Linked DNA regions of Danio rerio: region 2 is linked to region 1. A link is a contact called in public Hi-C data. All regions are on one chromosome and are shown on one strand. Each heading gives the region's core, a stretch centred on a gene start, on an enhancer-like site or on the middle of the called end of the contact. The rest is flanking DNA. Distances are from core to core; before and after follow the strand shown.

Evidence for each region. A called contact is a pair of places that touch in the nucleus more often than the background predicts.
Region 2: a contact with region 1 is called in a Hi-C map of embryo, with 2.4 times the contacts expected there. The contact joins the enhancer-like site here to the promoter of gpatch4 in region 1.

What each region holds. Positions count from the first base shown.
Region 1 is chr16:32,151,091-32,156,358 of GRCz12tu, forward strand. gpatch4 (G patch domain containing 4) reads left to right here and starts at 2,247. Exons shown (of 7, transcript NM_001199720.1): 1 at 2,247-2,532; 2 at 2,675-2,748; 3 at 3,748-3,840; 4 at 4,040-4,150; 5 at 4,263-4,378; 6 at 4,482-4,532. The coding sequence starts at 2,454. gon4lb (gon-4 like b) reads left to right here. Exons shown (of 31, transcript NM_001201535.1): 29 at 1-106; 30 at 187-289; 31 at 1,129-1,740. The coding sequence ends at 1,242.
Region 2 is chr16:32,334,174-32,339,441 of GRCz12tu, forward strand. No RefSeq gene overlaps it. Among named protein-coding and RNA genes, the nearest start is that of dre-mir-9-1, 12 kb to the right of the region's middle. Within about 2 kb of position 2,473, at least 15 of the 62 cell types and tissues checked have an H3K27ac peak or open chromatin away from gene starts, as enhancers often do.

The DNA of each region.
Region 1 (5,268 bases), core at 997-3,496:
CAGAAGCCGCTCAGCAGAGCTCACTGAGCCCAGCCTTAGACGCACCCGTGTGTGCCAAAAACATCTCCCTCACACCCACTGGAGAGAGAGTCATCCTGTGGACCAGGTGAGCACACACACACACACACACATCTGTGAGCATCATCAGCTGGAGCTTGTGTTATACATTTATAATCTGGTTCACAGGGAGGCTGATCGAGTGATCCTTACCACCTGTCAGCAGCAAGGAGCCAGTCAGAGCACATTCCAGGCCGTGTCCGAGCAGCTTGGCAACAAAACAGCCAGCGAGGTACCAGAGTTACAAATCTCTTTCCACTGCACTGATCTTTGATTCATCAAAAGCTAGTTTAGCCTTTCTTTTGTGCACTTCAGAGGTTACACTGCCATTCAAAAGTTTGGGGTCAGTAGGATTTTTAAATGTTTTAAAATAAGCTTTTCCTGCTCACCAAGGCTGCATTTTTTGCATCATAAATACAGTACATATTGTAAAATCTATAAAATGACTGCAAAAGTAGTTCATACTTTAATATTTTATTCCAGTGATTTTAAAAATGAATTTTCAGCTACATTACTCCATTCTTCAGTTGCATTATCCTTCAGAAATGACTCTAATGTCAATTATTATTATTATTATTATTATTATTATTAATGGTAATAGTTATAAAGGCACTAATTTACAAATTTCACAATTTAACAATATTTTTTACATTTAATAAATGCCGTCTTGATAAAGAGAATAATTTTATTCATAATAAAAAAAAACTGACCCCAAACTTTTCACTGATAGTGTATTTTCTTTCTCAACATTACTTGAAATTGTATTTGACATTTTGAGAGTCCTTATATAAAGTTATTTACTTGTAAACAAACAGTAATTGAAGTATTTGTTTTATATGGAATTAAAAGGTCCATCAGAGAGATGTAAATGTTTATTATGAAAAACCACACTACATTAGATTTATTGTAAAAAAGTGTTATACAACTATGGTTTCCCGTCAGTTTTTACTGCAAACAACACATGCGCAAGCCCTAAATGATGAGTACAAGGGCGTTCAGCAAAAGCAATCTTTTCTTAAAAAAATGGGGAACCAGAAAAAAAGTGCATTTTTAACATGATTGTGTGTGCAGGTTTCAAGGAGATTTCGGGATTTAATGCGTCTGTTCCACACGTCAGCTTCTCAGGCCAGTTCAGAGGACGAGGCTGCAGAGCAGCAGTCGGCCACTGATGAAGAGCAGGACTGAACCCTGCCTTCTGACTGCTTCATTAAAAAATACTTATGCAGTTCTTCTTACACTGACACCTGCCAAAGATGTGTTTTAAGCATGGTGGAAAAAAAGGTTCTGTTGGCCTCCTTTTAACATGTGAAGTATAAATCCATCATATGAAGGTGCTATCCGTCACGTTCTAAACACAAAACCAACATAATTATTGAAGAAATGTAGCACAAACTGCTCCATTTTATCCCTGATTATTGTATTGTAATTGGACAAATGACAGGCTCTCACTTAGCACAAAATGAGATGTTTGATAGCAGAGAAATTGTAGAGCACTAACCAGCATATTCTCACCTCCATGGTTTCTGACAGGTTGATTGTATATTCTGTGAATATGTGAACATATGGCATGTACAGTATTTTTATATCAGGGTGGTTTTGTTGTTTTTATTTTGCTTCAGATGTTAGTTTTGAGAATGGCGCACAGTTGTTGGTAATCCAAATAATAAAATGACTATTTATACCATGTTTTGAGTCTGAATTAAACATGATTAAACATTATGCAGTGAAGGATGACTGTTCCATTTTGAGGTTCACAATAAATTTTATTTACAAGGGATTTGAAATCCACTGAAAGTCTATTAATAGCATGATATATGTGAAAAGCGCTTTCATCGTAATATTGTGGAAGATGTGTAAATATTAAATGTTTATTCTGTATATTTATTCTACAATACAATATTTATTCTCGCCTGTTCTTAACCTTTTGATGCACCACATGGGTCTAAATTGACGGGTCTAAGGTTATTTTTTCTATATCTATTTTGGAGCTTGTGCATCAAAAGGTTAAAATTATTAAAACAATGTGATTATACTACATATATTTTCATTAGATTTTAAATAAGTTGTAATCATTTAAAATCTAATGAAGATGCATGGTGTGTATGTTTTTAAAAGAACGTACACACGCAAAATTTATTTAATCCATTTTATGCCAAAACGCGTTTGGTTAATCGTCATCAGTGACCCTTGTCACTTCCCGTAGTTGCCGGTGTCATGCCTGCTCTCTTGCTGAGCGCGTGGTAGCGATTGTTGGTCTTTTCCCTTCTTTTTATTTTAGTAAGCTGTTACGATTTACAGAAGTAAACAGCTAAAATACTCAGAATTAACGAATATTGTCAATGTGCAGTTGGCTGATGTGTTTTACCTTCATATTCGAGTGCAGAGTTTAAGAATTCATGGCAGAAACGGTCCAAGAAAAGAGTACAGGACTAAAGTTCGCTGAGGAGCAGCTTCTACGACACGGATGGGAAAAGGGTAAAAGCACGATATATTTGTTGTGCTCATGATTCATCACAAACTCATGGCAGATATGATTGATTATGACGCTTCGTCCGCCATAGACGGACCAATCCTCACTGGTGTGTTATGGTTGTGTGTGTGTGTGTGTGTGTTGTAGGTAAAGGTCTGGGCAGAGCAGAGAATGGCATTTCAGAGGCGATTAAAGTCAAAGTTAAATGTGATAAAGGAGGGGTGAGTGACAAAACGATTTTTATTAAGATCTCTATTTTGCGTGCAACATGTGGGTAGTTGACAACACGGGCAAGACGTTTTATGTTGTTGCAGGTTCACAAACCATAGAACAGGGGTGTCAAACTCAATTCCTGGAGGGCCGAAGCCCTGCACAGTTTAGTTTCCAACCCTGCTCCAACACACTTACTTGTAGGTTTCAAACAAGCCTGAAGGACTCAATTAGTTTGATCAGGTGTGTTTAATTAGGGTTGGAACTAAACTGCAGAGCTGCGGCCCTTTTGAAACTGAGTTTGACACCTGTGCCATTGAAGGTGTCATTAATTTGATACAAATAAAATGGAAGTCTATGAAATATCCTCACCAAGACATGAAAACAAATGTTTGTTTATTTGTAAAAGCTTTAGAATTTGTTTAAAAAAAAAACCTGTGTGTGCTTAAAATTTAAAGACGTCATCAAGAGTGCACTTAAAACATTTCTACTATCTTTCTAATAAGTTGAGCCAGAGATTTCAGCCTAAAGCTCTGATTACCATTCTTGTTCAATTCCGTAACATTGCTTCTGAACTTTGGCAAAAGCTATTATTGATAGTCTGTGTATGTAAAATCAGAACCTAATTAACTAATTATGTCAGAAAACCCTGTTCTCTCTAATTAGGGGACACAGCCTGTATATCTTTTATATGGTATTGTTATGTATGATTTCATTACGATTTTTTTCTTTATTAAAGAAAATGCTAAATGAACTCAAGTACAATTATTGTTATATTTTTTATTCCAGTACATTTATTTCAATATAATTATTTGTCTAGGTTTGACCACAAAGAACCAAACATAACTTTAAAATGAACTACAACAATATTATTATTACAATGAAAACTGTATAATAATTCTACATGATTTACTTCCAAAAACTGTTTTAGATAAAGTACAGCATTGTAGGTCTAATCAAAAGTCCTTAAATGTATATTTTGTTTTTATTCATGTATCATTTGTCTTCAGATGGGCCATAAGCAAGGAGAGCAGTTTAGTTTCCACTGGTGGGACCATGTTTTTAACAAAGCCTCGTCTGGTCTGGTAGTGGAATCGGGGCAGGTAAGGAATGAGGAGGATTGAATGCAATTTTACAATGTCCAAAAAAGTGTCTATGGTTTATTTATTTATTTATTTTCTCAAACAGTCTGGATCTTTAAGTGAATACTAAAAAAATGTTGGCATAGAGTTGGTTTGTGTAATATGCAGCATGTTGTAGTTTGTAATGCGGGCTCATTTGATGTTGTTTATTATGCGTCAGAATGGTGTGATGGTGAAGAAATCAGATGACAGCAGTGATGGACTGATCTCCAACAAGAAGCCACGCAAAGCTCAGCAAGCCAAGTCCATGCTCTATGGATGTTTTGTCAAGGTACAAAACCACAAACAGCACAAATAATAAATGGAAAAAAATACAATTCAGTTGTATTTTCAAGAAGCATGTGTGAATGAATGAATGTTTAAAAATCTGTTTCCTCTGTTAGTCTGCTACGCTACTGTCAGGAGAAGAACAGCCAGAGAAAATCAGTGATGCAGAAGACGACAGCAGCAGCTCTTCTGAAGACGAGGACCAGAAACTCGACCTGTCTACCACTACTAAGTATGAGCTGCCAATATTACTATTACTAAATGTCCAACAAGGGAACTTCAAGATGGTGTTTTTTAGTTTTCCCTCATCTGTGTATTTCTGTGTCTGATTTAAGGCTGTCTGATGCAGATCTGCTGAAAGCTTGTGGAGGACGAACAGCACACAAGTACGTTTACAATATTGTTATCTGCACTAATGTAATAATATATTAATTCCTAATAGTTAAAATTATATAAATAATACTGTAAGAACTCTTAACGTTGATGCATTCCCATCACATTTGAGTTAGACATTTAAGGTTTAAGGGTCACACTTTACAATAAGGTTCATTAGTTAATGTTAATTAATGCATTTACTAACATGAACAAACAATGAACAATACATTTACTACTGTATTTGTTCATGCTAGTTAACGTTAGTTAATGAAAACAGTAGTTCATTATTAGTTCATTTTAACTCATGGTGCATTAACTAATGTTAATTAGTAAATGTTCAGTTATGATTAATAAATGCTGTACAAGTGTTGTTCATGATTAGTTCATGTTAGTAAACACATTAACTAATGAACCTTATTTTAAGTGTTACCGGTTTAAGAAGAATCAAGGAAAACATTTCATTGTAATATTAATGATTTTATAGGTTATTCATTTGCAATTAAGACAATACATTAATACACATTTTCAATTAGATTATTTTTTGTTTATGCAATTGTGTTAGTTTGTAAATGTTATTTGTTGCAAGTTTTAGTTTTTTAGCTTTAATATTTAATCAGTATAATAGTGTAAACGCATTTCCAAGGCGATATTTTAAAAAATGTTATTATTATTATTATTTGAGGTTTATTTCAGTTAACTGCAAATCATTTAATATTGCATATTATTAAATCTGCATTTTTAATTTAG
Region 2 (5,268 bases), core at 1,223-3,722, 180 kb after region 1:
AAGCTATAAAATACAGTAATTGTCTTAGACGTGTCTTAAAAATGAACATAAAAAGGAAACACAAAGATGGTTTGGGAGAGGATTAGATAGCAGACCTGCAACCTGTTTCCAAATACTTCTTACTCTTTGCAGAATATTACCAATATTTCTTTATAATGGAAGTTTTCTTGCCATAAGTGGTCTTTTGCAGCCGGGACATGGTCTGAATCATATACTGTAAAATAAGAACAGATATTATATTACTGAGTTTATAATAATCATGAATTGCAACACATTCAGTAAATAACGCAGCTTTTATTCTACTTCTGCTTTTGAAAGAACAAATAAAGAGGTAAAACTATATTGCTCTCATACTAGAAAATGTCGAGAACATACCAGTCCTTTTTACAAATAAATTCTTGGCAAAAAAAGGCATCACAAGGTCAATAGTTCCTTGAACAAATATGTACCATTTATATCGTAAAAGGCTTTAAAACCTAATAGGAAATTTCTCCAGTGACAGCTCTGTATACATTCTTTGGCTCATTGTTAATATGTCTAATTATTAGTTCTAACTTAAAATTACCTCATTAACATTGAGATATCCAATAAAAACTGAAATACCAATGTACCAATTTCATCTCTAAAATTTTGGCAGCACAAAGGCTCAGTGCTTAGCACTGTAACCTCATAGCAAGAAGGTTGGTGGTTCGAGCCCCGGCTGAACCAGTTGGCATTTTTTGTGTGGAGTTTGCATGTTCTCCCAGTGTTCATGTGGGGTTCCTCCAAGTGCTCCAGTTTCCCCCACAGTCCAAAGACATGCAGTGTAAGTGAATTGGGTAAGCTAAATTGTCCGTAGTGTATTAGTGTGTGTAAATGAGTGTGGATGGGTGTTTCCAGTACTGAATTGCAGCTGTAATGGCATCCGCTGAATAAAAACAGTTGCTAGAATAGTTGGCAGTTCATTCCGCTGTGGCGACCTCTGAAAAAGAGATTAAGCCAAAGGAAAATAAATGAATTTTGGCAACTTATTACATATTGATAATATACACATTGAAACTAGCATGTCATTAAGTCACTTAATCCATACACACTCATTCACACTCATATACTATATTAATCATTTATATGAAATTTATTTGAATTTCCATTTTATATATATATATATATATATATATTATTTTTTTTTTTTTACATCTAATTTTGGTTCTTTTATTTAAGATTTAAGCGAAACAATAAAACAAACAAGAAAATACTTAAAAGTTTTAAACATTTCTGTTTATTTCATTTTTCTTTTTTATATTTACTTCCGCTTATTACAAAGATGCCCAAAGTAGGGCCTGCGGGCCAAAGTTGACCTATTGTAACCTTTAATTTGGCCCACCGTCTCATCTGAGAGAGGAATGAGAATGATGGAGAGGTTTGGGGCAAATGCCTTTAACACAGAGATCATAATTTCTAATTTGATGTAACCTTTTTTTGTTTGTTTTATTGTTTTTTTATTTAGAGAAAACTGAAATGAAATGTTTCAATTCAATGTTGTAAATGAATCTTATTTTATTTTAAGATGTAAATACTACCACTCGAGGGGTAAAGGACAATGCAGAAGACATCAGTGAGCAAATCAAGGCAAAAACTAGTGTAATTCTGTTATAAATGTGTTTGGCTGTTTGTACTGTAAAAGGGTCATTATAAAATTTAAAATGTAATTGTTAAACATTATTAAATAAATTAGGAAATTAACCAAAATATTTATCTTCGACCCACTAGCCTCAATCAAGATTGGTTTTGGCCCTTCATATAAAAAAGTGTGGGCACCCCTTGGTTTATAACTTTAGAATGCAAACAAGTTAAGTGCACAAACTATAAATGACCAGCAGATGGCATTCAAGGCTCAACCATGCTTTGAAATGGGCCATTTTTAAACTCCATTTCTTGCATTTAGATTTGGCTTTTAGGGTCTGCCTGTTACTAAACTTTAATTATTATTAGGCCTATTTATCGTTATAAATTAAAAGCCACATATACGAGTATCATGACACAGCGTGTTGTCAATAAAAAACTAAACAGATAGCCTAAACTTAACTAAATCTGTTCTTTCGATATCTTTGATTAAACGTGCAAAAACTTGTGGTGTTCCTTTATCTGAGGCATACGAAAATAGACTCCTATCACATGACAGTACAACGAACACGTTTTCCGTAATTCACGTTAATGCACGACCTTATCGATTTTCCTTTTGAACAAATAAATATTATCATATATGTGATCTTCAGATGTCAAGTGAAAACTTATAACAAGTCTATTAAGTCACGGTGCCGGGGGTGGAGGAGCGGGGAAGTAAATCTGGTCTGTGCGAATAAAAGAAGCAACATCTCAAAGCTGTTTGACTAATCTCTGCTTCTCTTGCTCGGTTATTGTGTGGGCCGCGGCCAGCAGCGACATGGGAAGGCGGGTTTGTTGCCCCCTCCTCCTGAAATTTAGCGTGTGAACAGTCAGCTTGTTCCTGGGCCAACAGAGTCCCTTCTTTCTTCTTTAAGAGGACCGCCTGCGCGCCCAATCTAGAACCCTCTCTCACTCTTAATTTATGCGCATATTAATTATGCTGCATTGTAATTTCCACCGTGGGATAGAGCATGCAAATGAGCAGTTTATGTTTATGTAGGCTACAATCTCCCTCAGGAGGGTGAAATTTAAACCTGTTCTCATGAAGCCGAACATCTCATTTCAGACTGACCAGGAGAATCGATTCAACTGCGTGCGTTTCCTGTGGGCCCTTTGCTTTTTTTTTTTTTTTTTTTTTTAATAAATGTGTCTGTGCCTTCCAGTTTCTTATTCAGCCAAATCTATTGGAAATTAGATTTAAGGTCGTTTTATTTATACCTGTCAGACAGAGGATTGGCTCCTTTACCATGACAGTGAGGAGAATGGTTTGACGCGCACAAACACATTTAATTAGAGACATAGACCATTTTTAATGTGAACATTTACTGCTTGTTACCAAACTATTTCAGAACTGTAAAAGGCAGTTTAATCATCTTAATGCTAAAATCTCTGCCACAACATTATTTATCAACATTTGTAGCTTTTTGGATTCTTGGAAGCTATGGAAATTAAAAACGTGCTACAGTAAATACATTAGGACTATTGTTATTGTTTACACCCCTCGAAATGGTCCAATCAAATGGTTATATTCCATTATGGGTGACGTCACCTAAAGGTGGTTTGACAAATAAACCACAAAGTATTACTAGATATACACACAAAGTGTGTGTGTGTGGGGGGGGGGGGGCACTTACAGTGTGTTGTTTTACAGTATACTGACCTAATTTTATTTTCCATGCATTTACCTAAACTTTTTTTTTAAACTTTTTAAATAGCCTACTTTCAAATGGTCATTTTGACTTTAGTTAATACATTATTTCTTACATTGTTCCGTCAGCAGAAAAACATGGGTATAAATAGCTGTTTTGTATTGTAGACCTTCTGTGTTATATTGTTTATCTGGCTAGTAAAGTATTTTGCTGTTAATAGGCTATGTGTTTGTGTTAATTACACGAATTAGACTACATGGTATTAGAACTCATTGTTATTAAAGCATTACTCGTTTTATGATTCTAAAACACTATCTTTATATTAGCTATAACAAATATAGGATAATTAATTTAACTTATTCGATTTTAATTATTTATTTATTGTAGTTATTTTCTTTTAAAAAGTAATTTGCTATTGTTTATTTGAAGCTTATACCTGGACCAGGTTCTGTTCTTTTTTGTCGATTAACACATTTTTGTTGAAATCAACTGACACGCAAACAGAAACCAAATCAACTAGAGCTGCGATGCCACAAGTGGTGAACGAAAGCCAAATATTCTTGGCGGTGTTTTATCTCCAACATTTTGCGAAAATTCGAAAAGAAACAAGGCAATTTCAGCCATGACTATGGTCAAAATGGTAGGCTATAATATGAATTTACCAATCAAAATGACAACATTTGATTGTGCACTTACAGAAATGTACATTAATAACATGCTATAGGCCATTATATTTTATTTATTTTTTGATAAGTATTTAATGTTTAATTAAACATCCTGCTTAAACCTATATACAAACATAAAGGCTGGTTGTTCTGCTGAACGTAAATTGGCCTGATTTCTTCAAAGAAAGTTAAAGTCTTTAATCTTTAGTATGGTAAACGGTGTCTTATAGAATGAACTACACTTCGTTTCAGATGCGTTTGTCTGGATGATTGAGGTTTGCGCATCTGAGAAGCCTACTGTGCGGCACTAGTTGGCATGCTGTGCCACACCGCTCAGCACAGCACACTGAACCTGCTTTGAGAGAAGCTAAAAGGACTACGAAGACAGACCGACATTCATTCAATTTACTTTTATTGGGCCTGATATATAACCACAGTCCATGCTCTACTTTAAAACAAGGCTATGTTCAGGTGGAGATCTTAAATATTATAGTAGGCTATAATCTGTTTAAACTAACAATGTAGTTACAAAAAAAACTTTTTAAAAATCTGCCTATTTATTAAAATAAGCAAAGCATCAAAGGTTTACAATTTATTCGCCTTTCATAATCTGAGAGGAAAACAATAGCGATAAATCGCGACCTCAGCTGACCAAATGCAGAGTAAGCTAGCAAACAACTCAAAACTGGAATTCCATTAGGGCCTACTTTGTACATTAAAAAGCCCGAAATTCAGCTTATTAACGTCCTTAAAAGTCCATTCGTGTCGGTGCACTGCAAAATCAAGCATGCGCAGCTGTTTATAGGAAACTTTATTCCTACTTGCGCCGTAAGTTTTACCTCAAGTTGATTCAATTAGCTAATTAAATATTAAAATATATTAAAATATTAATAATAAAAATTCATTATTATTTTTAATCTATTTGACAAAATTATTGTGAAATCATGAAATCGAAATTACTGGTTAGGACTGACTTCAGCACTGTTTCAGGGACAGCGCCTCACTTTATTCGAGAAAAACAAGAGAACGTCATGCAGCGCAGTTAGAAAGACTATTAGGATAGAATAGAATAGAATAGAATAGAATAGGCACAGTTAATCATACTGTTGGTGTTCCTTGTTTATAAATGAGCATACATTCTGGACGCTTCTATCGGTGTTGCTAACAAAACAAACAAAAGCGCGACTTTTTAAAGAAAGTAAGCTGGAAAAAAAGGAAAACTAGATTTTTCATTTATAAACATGCAAAAATATTCGCGTTTGTCTTGTGGAATGAAGCGTTAGTTTTTGTACGCTGATCTTTGTCTTCCT